4 separate regions of the Gossypium hirsutum genome follow, and regions 2, 3 and 4 are each linked to region 1. The links are chromatin contacts, called in public Hi-C maps. All regions are on one chromosome and are shown on one strand. The core of a region is the stretch at or near the end of the contact, and the rest is flanking DNA. Distances in the headings are between cores, read along the strand shown. Region 1 holds the start of LOC107892185 (transcription factor GTE8). Region 2 holds the start of LOC107892178 (phosducin-like protein 3). Region 3 holds the start of LOC107892180 (protein TPLATE). Region 4 holds the start of LOC107892181 (cytochrome c1-2, heme protein, mitochondrial).

Region 1 (2,797 bases), core at 115-2,614:
CTTCCGTACGGACACCAAAGGTGCCATGTTTATCAGGGTTCAAACTGATACATTTTCTCTTCAGTGCACTTGAATCTTCTGAAGCAGTAATCTCCATATCGATTCTTCCCGAGCTACCAGATCCCTCTGATTCACCAGGAGGCTCATACGGGCCACAATAATACTCTCCTGCAAACCTATCGCACTTTGTCAACATCTTAGCCAAAGCACCTTTCTTCTTATATCCCTTTATTCAGTGTAAAGGAGCTGCTGACTTAATTGCCGCACTCTGAAGATATCAGCCATAGGAGCAAAATTATCCCATCTGATTTTCTAGTGTAACTATAAATCCACCCTTTAACTACAACTACTAGAGTAAAGGTCAGTAAAAGTTTTAAACAAGTTTAAATCAATTCCCACCGCACTTACCCAAATATAAAATATTTAACCACTGTGAATACTTTCTTGAACTATTTATCTTTTGAAAGACACAAATTCACTAGATTAAACACTAGAGAACATTAATAGGAACCAAATTCTCCCATTCCACAGTGAATAAATCCAGATTTAAATTTTTCCCGACAATGGGAAAGGAATTAAACTGCACGAGAATAAATTGAACTTATTCACAGTTCAATTAAAGCAGCTCTTACCTGCATCTACCCAGATCCTGAATTTTATTTACACTACCCATCTTTACAAACCCCAAATTCACCACATTAATTAATAAAAAAACCCACCATATTAAACTCTATAAAACACCTAAAAGGCAAGAACGCGAAATTCGTATTTAATAAAATTTCAATCATGCATGGAAAGCTAAAATTGCGAGAAGAAAAACTAGCTTACTGGTTTAAATTGAAAATATATAATAACATTTACTAGATAAAGCCTCAAATCTTTACAACAGAAGAAGTTTGATACAACAAAAACCCTAATCCAATATCAAACCCCTCCCGCCCTAAGAATAAAACCCAAACCCGGATCCAAAAAGAAATCTAAAACCCATAAGAAACCAGTAACAATTACCAGTCTGTCACTGCTCGCTCACTGTTCCTCCTATGTCGAGAACCCTTTCTTCACTTCCTCAATCGTTTCGCCGACAAAGTAAAAGAGAGAAGCAAAAAAAACGCACAAACAGGAGAAAACTCTAGATCAAGAAACCCTAGAGAAATTAATAATTAATATTCTTAAAATAGAAAGGAAAAATGTTTTATTGAATTTTAAAATTTTGGATCGAAAAAGATTATTAGCGAGATCAGCAAAAGAGCTGAACTTCGTATATCTTCGCTCTATTTAAAGGGCTTTTGCTTCTTTTGGAGAAATTATGACCGCTAGATTCAGGATGAAAGTCATCGGACGGTCAGATTTAAGATCGATCTCGAACGTCCGATTTTGGCATGCTGATTTAGCACAATTAATCATTCAAAATTGTTCTTTGCCAATTATTGTTTTAGGCCCTCTACTATTCCTTCTACTTCAATTTCCCATAATTTTTTTTATGATGTCATTAATAGCACCATTCACACATACGGGGAAGGCAATAAAGCAGCTGGTGCTCTATGTCGAATGGCTAGTTCCATGCTACCGAATCTTTCAGTTTTCACTTCGCCTTTAAATGAAGTGATTCACGAACTGCATGACAATGTACTACAATATACTTTGCTTAGGATAGTTCCTTAATTCCCTATTATTTCTCTTATAATATCCTACCATTAAAATAATAATATATTTTTTAAATTATTACTCAATTACACAATCTGAGTTGCATGAAAAATCTAGTCAACTATGTGCAACTAATAACAAAACTCACATTTTAGTTAAATATTTTATTTTAATATTTTTATTTTTTATTTAAAAGTTATGTCATAACAACAATAAGTAATAGTGTTATCAATTTAATAATATAATAAAAAATAGAGAAATCAAAAAAATTAAATCTCAAATTTCAAGAGATTATTTAAATAAAAATTAGAACTTTTGTTTTTTTTTATTCAACGTAGGTATTATAGAAACCTCACTCAACCTCCCACATACAACATGGCACATAAAAGACTCAACTCTTATCAAATGTCTCAAAGTTCTTGTTTGAGCAAAAATGGTCAACACCACAAACCAATTCGCTCTCCGCTATAATATCGCTTATGGAATTCAAGATTATGTAATCGATAGCTTAATCCTATAAATACGATATTTCATTTGTAAAGTTCGACACCTGAAAAAACTCAATTACTTTTGTACATGTTTCAAAGGTTGCGATTAGAGAAATGGTAATCTCTCTCCTTTCCTCTTCATGGATAACAAACCATGAAAAGTTAAACAAAAAAATGAAGTCAGTCCCGTCAACAAAGGTTATGTTCATCTCTAACCTTGATAAGATAGTGACTATCAAATTTAGGCATGACAAGCAATTGACTCATGTTAGGACTATTATATTGTCTATAAGTTCAAATGGGATATAACTTATCTCGACTACCAAAGCATAATTGACTCCCAAGATAGAGATATTAATGTGGTTATTTGGATTGATAATGCATTGGATTGAACTCAAGATGAAATAATATTAAATCTATTTATAGATTATTTTTTTATTCATTGTGCGACTTACCTTAATCTTGAGTAAATGAATGACTATATATGTATGACTTGTGTACTTTAATATATTTATAATCAATGCGCCTCGAAATAGTAAGCAAAAACTTGGTATGTTAGGTATATAACTTAATTACATTTTATTTTAACCTACATTATATATGGCTAATTAGTCTATTTGCTAAATTGTTATAGATTTATATGGAATGCGTGTTAAAGTATGAAC
Region 2 (2,797 bases), core at 130-2,629, 380 kb after region 1:
GCTTTATGATATTAAGTAAAAAATAGTATGATATAATTGCTACATGATATGATATATGAATATGGAATGAACATGCTTTATGATATTAGACATATATGAGTGATGATAAATTGAAAAAAGATTATGATATTGAATATGAATTGATATGTGAATTGATTATAAAATGAAATTGGATCATCGGTACTCTATTAACTATAAGCAGAGTCGAACATAGTTGGTATGCTATAGGGTTAGATTGTGCACGGGTTATACTTTGACTATATGTCAATGAGCGTTGGACGCATGTTACTTCAAACGTTCCAATGAGTGCTGGACACACCTTTTACTTTGGTTATACCTTTAAGCGGTAGGCACAATTTATATACTTTGGACGTTCCGATCAGACACTACTGGATGTCAAATTGGTATGTTGGTTGGATAATGCATGTACCCGTCCTAGATCCAAGTCAGGTTAATATGGGTATAAAGTATGAACTCGATAAATGATATTGAATTGAAATGATAGTATGAACCGGTACACATGTAGATATATGTAAAATATGACTTAAAATGTGAAAGACCATACGAACGAATTTATACAAGCCTGGAGGGTTGATATGGTAATAGAGCGAATCAATAGATTCGAGAATAAGATGAGTTAAAGAATGAGAAATTGATATGAAATGAAATGAAAATATATGTACCTTATTGTTGACTGGTATGACATGATAAATTCTAATGCAAATGATAAATGAATTGTTATACAAAATTGTTATTTCCATGCATTATATGTTAATGGAAGTTCTTGGCGTAAATGGAATGTGATTTGGCTAAATGTTAACTTATTTGATTAATGTTATTGTTATATTGACTTAAATCATGAAAAAATCACTAAGTTTTATTGTTCAGTGTATGGTTTGTTTATTCTATGTGAAGGTATGATCGTAAAATTTCGGCCCAACAATGTTTGTACAATACTTTACATTGCAATAGATGACATGTAACTAGGTTTGAACCATTTTAAGGTTGTAAATGGTGAATGGAGTGTTTTGATTATGGAATGATACATCTGTATATATGGCTTAAAGCTTTTAAAGGATGGAGATGTGTAATTGAACATCAACATGGGATGCAATGTTTTGCGTGTTGAGTTGAAGGAATCTACCTTCACATTGTGCATTTAAAGTCGCAACCCCGAGCCTATGTCAATGATGTCACAACACGGATCTATCATGGTCATAACCCCAACTCATTAAGTTATCAAAAGAGACTTTTGTAAGCTGATTATAAATCATGTGATGAATATGTATTAAACTTAATAGTTGAATTGAATGGTAACCAGCTATAGTTTCTCCGGGAACGAATTTAAGATCTCATAGCTCGGATCGAATGCTCAAGTTGATTTCAGTTGTAAGCTCAAAGCACCGAAAACCCATCATAATTTCATCCATTCCAAACAATTTTATTTAATTACACTAATAAGTAACAACACAGCAATCTGAAAATATAAATTATCTTTCAATTTTTTGGTGAGTTTTAAAGAGATCATATATTCTTTAACCACTGTCAAAATGGGAGTTCAAAATGAAAAAGAAAAGAGACAAGGAATTGACAGATTACCCGCTGTCAAAAGAGACGGGGAAGAAGAGGAACGACTAAAATGCACCAATCGGAACCTACGGCACTAGGCTTCGTTAGTCGTCGGAAAGCGAAAGACACAACAACGATGTCCAATGGGATCGGTTAGAACCGCAGTGAAAAAGATGAAAGCCTGGGATGGCATAAAACGTTGCCTTAAATGAAATCTACGGCATTGATGATGCAGCGGGCTTCGACCGGTGTCGGAGAGCGGCAAACACGACGGTGGCGTCGACCGGAATGGGTTGGAAGGAAGGCCGACAGGAATTGGTTTGGACGAGGAACGGGAAACGACGGCTTAGGGAAGAAATGTTTTTTTTTTTTAGCTTTAGTGAATTTATTTGATTACCTATAACCGGTAAATCCCGGTTTTGCTTTTATTTTAGGCTTTATCCTCTCTTTTTTTTGAATCTAAAGCCTCCTGCTTTTTGAAGCTTATGGTAAGCTTTTTTTAGCTTTCTGTAGAATTTCCCCATTATATCACCTTTTCGTTTTATGTTCTTTAAAAGCAGAGAGCCAAAGAGAGAAAGAAGGATCTGAGAAGGGAAAACATAGAGAAAAAAGCTTTAAAACAATGGCGGATTACCATTTCGTTTACAAAGACGTGGAAGGTGCTTCCACTCAATGGGACGATATTCAAAGAAAGCTTGGTAATTTACCCCCAAAGCCACCCGCTTTCAAGCCTCCTCCTTTCGAACCCGCACCCGACCCGGATTCTGCCCCCAAGGACAAGTCTTGGGTCGATGCCAAGACTGAAGATGAACTTGATGAACTCGAAGATGATCTCGATGATGATCGCTTCCTTGAAGAATACAGGTTTCATTTACATTTTTTCTTCAATTAATTGGATTTGTTTTGCGGATTTCAGTTTTAGGATTTAGACGTTATTATTTTGATAATTGGATTCAGAGGTGATTTTTTTTATTGAATTAAAATATTGGTTTAGATTATTTGGTTAAATTTGTTAGATTTATGAGCTGAAAGGGAAGTTTCACGTTGAAGCATGATAGCTTTAGGATTAATTCTGGTGATATCTTTTTTGTTCTTCATTTTGCATCAAATTCACGATTGCGAAATTGTTGGAACTTTTGCCTTGTGACTGGATTTTTATTAGCTATGGATCCTTCAAATACACATTAAAATATATTTGAGACATTGTATCTAACACTAACACTCAAGT
Region 3 (2,797 bases), core at 129-2,628, 350 kb after region 1:
AAAATAATAAAATATTGGGTAAATTATACTGCAAGCCACTCTAAAATAGTGTCGCTCCTATTTTGGTTACTCTAAATTTTTTGGTCAATTTAGTTACTTTAATTAAGATAATTGTTCGAATTGGTCACTGTCGTTAAAAATTTCTTTAAGCCACTAACGAATTGCTGACATGGCTTTTTTTTTTTACTTTTGAGTATAGCTAGAGACCTCTTTATAATTAGTTCAAAACACTTTCTTTTTTTGTTTACTAAGGTTTGTAAGTTTTCTCTTTTTCTTTGTTGTTGTTTGTTTCTTAGGAAAAGTAAAAGAGAAAAATAGGATAGTTGACTTGTTTGTTTGGCTTAGGTAACTGTATCACTCTGTTCTCTTCTTTAATTGATTTTCTCTTAACATGCAAAGGAGAAAAGAAAAAACTTAAAAATTCCTTTATAAATACCTTAAAATCTTCCCTTGGATACCCTCAAAATCATCTTTTCATTTTTAACATTCAATACCCAGTAGCATTAACATAATTACTATGAAAAGAAAAAAAAAAGGCAAGAAATATTTTTGAGGAATCATTATTTTCATCAATAAAGTTGAACACCCAACAAAACTAGATTTGTTAATAAACTAAACACGCACAATAAAACACAACACAACCCAATTCTAGAAATTTAAGAATTAAGTGGAAAAAATAAATTTTCTTAAATAAAAGAAAAGAAAAGAAAAACTTACCATACTAACATTAGATCTTGAAGAAATTGCAAAGAATCTTCAAGAAGCACATAGCTGAATCCGAGCACAAATCAAGCATGTACAAATAAACACTATGAGCAAATTACTCACGGTAAAACCTATTATCAACAAACAAGTCAAAACTATCCTCATTTACCTTTGGTACTTTTTCCAGGAAACAAACAAACAACAAAAAGGAAGAAGAGAAAACTTACCAACTTTAGCATTATGTTGCAAATGAAAAAAAAAATAAAGACACATCAACATCCATTAGTGAATTAACAAAATTTTTAACGATAGTGTCTAATTCAAGCAATTATCTTAACTAGAGTGACTAAATTGATAAAAAAATAGAATGATCAAAATAAGAACAACACTATTTTAGAGTGACCTACTGTATAATTTGCCCCAAAAAATATTATATGCCATGAAATTTAAACATTTACCCCCTTAAATTTATATTAAAATTTGTTCAATTTAATAAAATACATATTTCTATTAAATATATAACATTATTTAATATTTAAAAAAATTTTACAACCAATAACCAAAGCCCAAACCAACAAACATAGGCCGAACCGAAAACCGAAGCAAGTTCATATACAGACCCGGCCCAATTTGGTTCAACCACAATGCCAAGCTGGTCCGGAGCCAACATTTTCACTTTGATAACTGCTTTCTTGCACCTCTTCGTTGTATCAGATCAGATCTTCTAATTGACTAGTTCGAACTTCATCCCGATGTTCCATTGAGAAACCTAAAGAATTTTTTTGTTAATGGATATTCTTTTTGCTCAAATCCAAGCGGATCTCCGCTCAAACGATGCTCTCCGCCAGTCCGGCGCTCTTCTTTCCGCCCTCCAACAATCCGCCGCCGGTCGCGACATTTCCATAATTGCCAAATCCGCCGTTGAAGAAATCGTCGCCGCCCCTGCTTCCGCCGTCTGCAAAAAGCTCGCCTTCGACCTCATCCGATCCACTCGTTTAACCGCCGACCTTTGGGATTCTGTCTCCACCGGCATCCGTAACGACTTCCACTTCCCCGATCCCGATGTCGTTGCTGCTGCAGTCTCCATCCTCGCTGCCATCCCTTCTTATTCCCTCGCCAAACTTATCACCGATTCCAATGCCGAGATCTCTGCTTGTTTCGATTCCCCTTCCGATAACCTCCGGTTCTCCATCACCGAGACTCTAGGATGTGTTCTCGCTAGAGACGATCTCGTAACGTTGTGTGAAAACAATGTTAATCTTCTCGATAAGGTATCAGCTTGGTGGGCTCGGATTGGGCAGAATATGTTGGACAAGTCCGACACGGTTTCGAAGGTAGCATTTGAATCCGTGGGGAGATTATTTCAGGAATTGGATTCAAAAAGGATGAGCAGATTAGCTGGTGATAAGCTTGTTGATAGTGAAAATTCTTTGGCTATAAGGTCAAATTGGGTTTCTTCAATGGTTGATTTCGTTTGGAAAAAACGCAGCACTTTAATGGCAAGGTCATTGATTCTGCCGGTTGAGAGTTTTCGAGCAACTGTTTTTCCTTTAGTTTTTGCAGTTAAGGCAGTGGCTTCGGGGGGATTGGAAGTTATAAGGAAGATTTCAAAGGGTTCTAAAGTGAATGGGACTGTGGTGGATTCCAATGCGGAGAAATTAGTTGGTGTGTCGGATTTAGTCACTCATTTGGCTCCATTTCTGGCATCTTCGCTGGAACCTGCATTGATTTTTGACGTCGGGATTAATATGTTGTATTTGGCTGATGTGCCTGGAGGGAAGCCTGAGTGGGCTTCACAGTCAATAATTGCCATTTTGACACTTTGGGATAGACAGGAGTTTGCTTCTGCTAGAGAAAGTATTGTTCGAGCCGTTGTTACTAATCTTCATTTGCTTGATCTTCATATGCAGGTGTGTTTTTCTTTTTCTTTTTTACAATTCTTTTGCATAAATTAAATTTGGTTTTCTTAGTGTGTTAGAGATAGGTCTGAGTCATTGATATAGCGAGTTTATGAAATTTTACTGGTGTGAGCGTTTCAAGGTTAGCTGTCACACTGGGAAAGAATAATGAAATATATATGTTAGAATCCATC
Region 4 (2,797 bases), core at 175-2,674, 310 kb after region 1:
AAAGAGCAAGGAAAGGCATAAAACTCACGAAGCATGGTCATATGAACTGAGGATGCCTGCGTGAGGCCAAGGATAATTTGCAACTCCTAAACCGTGTTCTGCCTCATCAGCAGATGCTACTGTTGCAAAACCTAGTAAACCTGAAACACCAGCTCCAAGGAGTGCAACAGTCCTCATACCAGCAGAACCCGCATCGTCATTAACTTTCCTTGATGAAAACCATGATAAAGCTTGAACCTGAGCAATAATACAGAACAAGTATTGGTAACTGGGAGAAAACCATTCCAGGTTAAATCCTATAGAAACTTTTCATTATTATTCAGAGATGAAAACTTTTTTTGCTCTGACTCTTCATTGTTCATGAAGTACACATGTCCAAGACTCGTATCCGACACTTGAGTATGAAGATAAACATCCAAGGATACTCCAAATACATGGAAAAACTTTAAAAAATCTGATCATACCCATCTCAATGCACACTTGCATATCAGACATTAGCACCCAAGTAAGAGTAATATAGGATGAAAACATACCGCAATTGGACAAAGCTTGCCTTAAAAGTTAGAATTCATCTTGAGGAAAGTAGAAAACTAGGATCAATGAATGAAAACTTGCTACAATTCAACAAATACTAGAATCCATGTAGCAAAATATTTCTAGATTATGTAAGAAAATCCAGTAAGAACCATGTAGATTGCATGGTCTTCATGACCTCATTCCATAGGTAAGTATAAGTTTAACATCAATGAAGGAAAACTAGGAAAGAATCTTACAGCAGACTGTGATTGAAATTTCCTCCTTAAAACCTGGTGGATTAATCCTCCAGCCATTTCAGTTAATTTCCCTGAAAAGTTCAGCTGAAACTTAATAAGCAAATGTATATTTACAATTAAAATGTTAAAAAAAAAGGACAAAATGAGATTAAAAAGAGAATTCATATAAAGGTTCCTTTTTTTCAGTCAAATAATCATTAAATTCTACAAAAAGGAAAAGCTTTAACAGTGTTGAAACAAGTGGGTAATCATAAAATCAAAGGATAAACATACAATACACAAAGAACAGTAAACCCAATCAAAGGAATAGCATAAGGAAGCCAAAAAAAGGTTAAAGTTTAAAATGAAAAAAGGAGGAACTTGAAAACCCTAACATAGAGGATCTGGGGGCAGATCCAACAACTATGGAGGAAAAAATAATAAAAATAATAAACCCAAAGATTAAAAGAAGATGTGAAGAGAGCATAAGACAGAGAACTAACTTGAAAAAGAGAGTGAAGGTTGATCACAGAGAGGTGGCGGTGGTGGTGGTCAAAGGAACCGGCGGCTGCCTCACAGATCCAAAGGAACAAAACGGAAAGTATAAGAGAAAACAGCATAAATTATAGTAGGAAAAAAAAACAGTGATTGAGATTTAGTCGAGTCGCGTGTCCACCAACAGACAGTAAGGTTTTGGGCTTTTAGGATGGCCTTGAAAACTGCCAGGTCTTGTGTTTGGTCTTTTCAGTGACATGAGACCCAAGTAGTGGACAGCAATAAAACCAGCCCATAAAGGAGACTCCACAAATAAATAAAAAGAAAACAGACAGGCCCCTTTTTTCCTTGCAGAGACAGCCCATTGCATCCACCGACCGACCATGAAAACAACTGCCGAGGATTGCCCTTGAATTTTCAACCTCGGAAGACACATAAAATTAAAGGATTAATTCCACAGTACATCCTCAAGTTATGATTCATGTTTTAAACAAGTTCTAAATTTTAAAATGCTCGAATTGAGTTTTTAAAATATTAGTATCATATCAATTAGGTTCTTTCGTTAATCTAATTATTAATTTGGATGCTAAATAAGCATGAGTCTAATAAAAAATATAGTTTTTATGTAATATTTAGTGTTATTTGAACCGAATTGATTGATATACTAGTCTGAATATAGAAGTTGAATCGACCTCTAAATGAACTGCTCAAAACTAATAAAAAATTGGAAGTCAGAACAAAAAGTCAAAAATTTGAATCAGTTGAACGGATTTTATATATATTTTTTATGTTTTATGAATATTTTTATTATTTATTTTTATATGATTGATCAAATCGAATGTTGAACATAGTTTAAACCGTTCAACCACTATCCTGATTTTTAAAACACTCGTGGCATACGATTCCCAAGTTATCCAAATGCTAAAAGGACCTAACCGATACTTTGAGTATTATAGTTTAGGACTAATGTAAATTTTGAAGCATAATTTAGGATATGAGATGTAATTTACCCAAGAATTAGTGAACTTCAAAAGGCAATGAAAAACCATTGGCGCCCAACATTTTGAGCAGAGTTCAAAGTTACTGCTGTCTCAAGCTGTCTTTCTTTTTTCTCCTCCAACCCCTGTATTCCCTTTACGTTCTAATAAATAAATGGAGATGAGCAATACTCTTATGAACCTGCAAAAAGAAAAATGGGCAAAAATCTACCTCACCACCATCAACATCAAAGCAAGAGCAACAACAGTTACACAAAATTTATATTTGTTCTATTCTTTTGTCTTTTGGGATTGGCTTGCATTGTAGATCTCTTGTGGGCATCTTCTTCTTCTTTTAGCTCTTCATATCTTAGGTTTGCATCCAATTGGGTGTCTCAAAAACCTCGTATCTTTGTTTCTCAACAACAACAACACAACGTTGACGACAAGGTTTTGTCTTTTTTTTGTCTTTCCCTCTCTTTAAAAATTTGTTCTTTTGGTGATAGATTTTTTTTTTTGCTATGTTATTTGTAAAATTTTAGATTGGGAAAAAGAAGAGATTTTTATCAGCAA

The links. A called contact is a pair of places that touch in the nucleus more often than the background predicts.
Region 2: a contact with region 1 is called in a Hi-C map of leaf, with 2.8 times the contacts expected there. The contact joins the promoter of LOC107892178 here to the promoter of LOC107892185 in region 1. A contact is called at or near these places in 2 of 34 Hi-C or Micro-C datasets (both in leaf).
Region 3: a Hi-C map of leaf shows a contact between it and region 1, with 2.4 times the contacts expected there. The contact joins the promoter of LOC107892180 here to the promoter of LOC107892185 in region 1. A contact is called at or near these places in 2 of 34 Hi-C or Micro-C datasets (callus and leaf).
Region 4: a contact with region 1 is called in a Hi-C map of leaf, with 2.5 times the contacts expected there. The contact joins the promoter of LOC107892181 here to the promoter of LOC107892185 in region 1. A contact is called at or near these places in 11 of 34 Hi-C or Micro-C datasets (callus, hypocotyl, leaf and 1 more).

Annotation. Positions count from the first base shown.
Region 1 is chrD09:11,508,523-11,511,319 of Gossypium_hirsutum_v2.1, forward strand. LOC107892185 (transcription factor GTE8) reads right to left here and starts at 1,365. Exons shown (of 11, transcript XM_016817196.2): 1 at 1,009-1,365; 2 at 1-268. The coding sequence starts at 196.
Region 2 is chrD09:11,891,072-11,893,868 of Gossypium_hirsutum_v2.1, forward strand. LOC107892178 (phosducin-like protein 3) reads left to right here and starts at 1,380. Exons shown (of 4, transcript XM_016817187.2): 1 at 1,380-2,433. The coding sequence starts at 2,192.
Region 3 is chrD09:11,856,395-11,859,191 of Gossypium_hirsutum_v2.1, forward strand. LOC107892180 (protein TPLATE) reads left to right here and starts at 1,379. Exons shown (of 7, transcript XM_016817190.2): 1 at 1,379-2,615. The coding sequence starts at 1,494.
Region 4 is chrD09:11,816,926-11,819,722 of Gossypium_hirsutum_v2.1, forward strand. LOC107892181 (cytochrome c1-2, heme protein, mitochondrial) reads right to left here and starts at 1,425. Exons shown (of 8, transcript XM_016817191.2): 1 at 1,256-1,425; 2 at 774-857; 3 at 29-237. The coding sequence starts at 1,372. It also overlaps the pseudogene LOC107893006.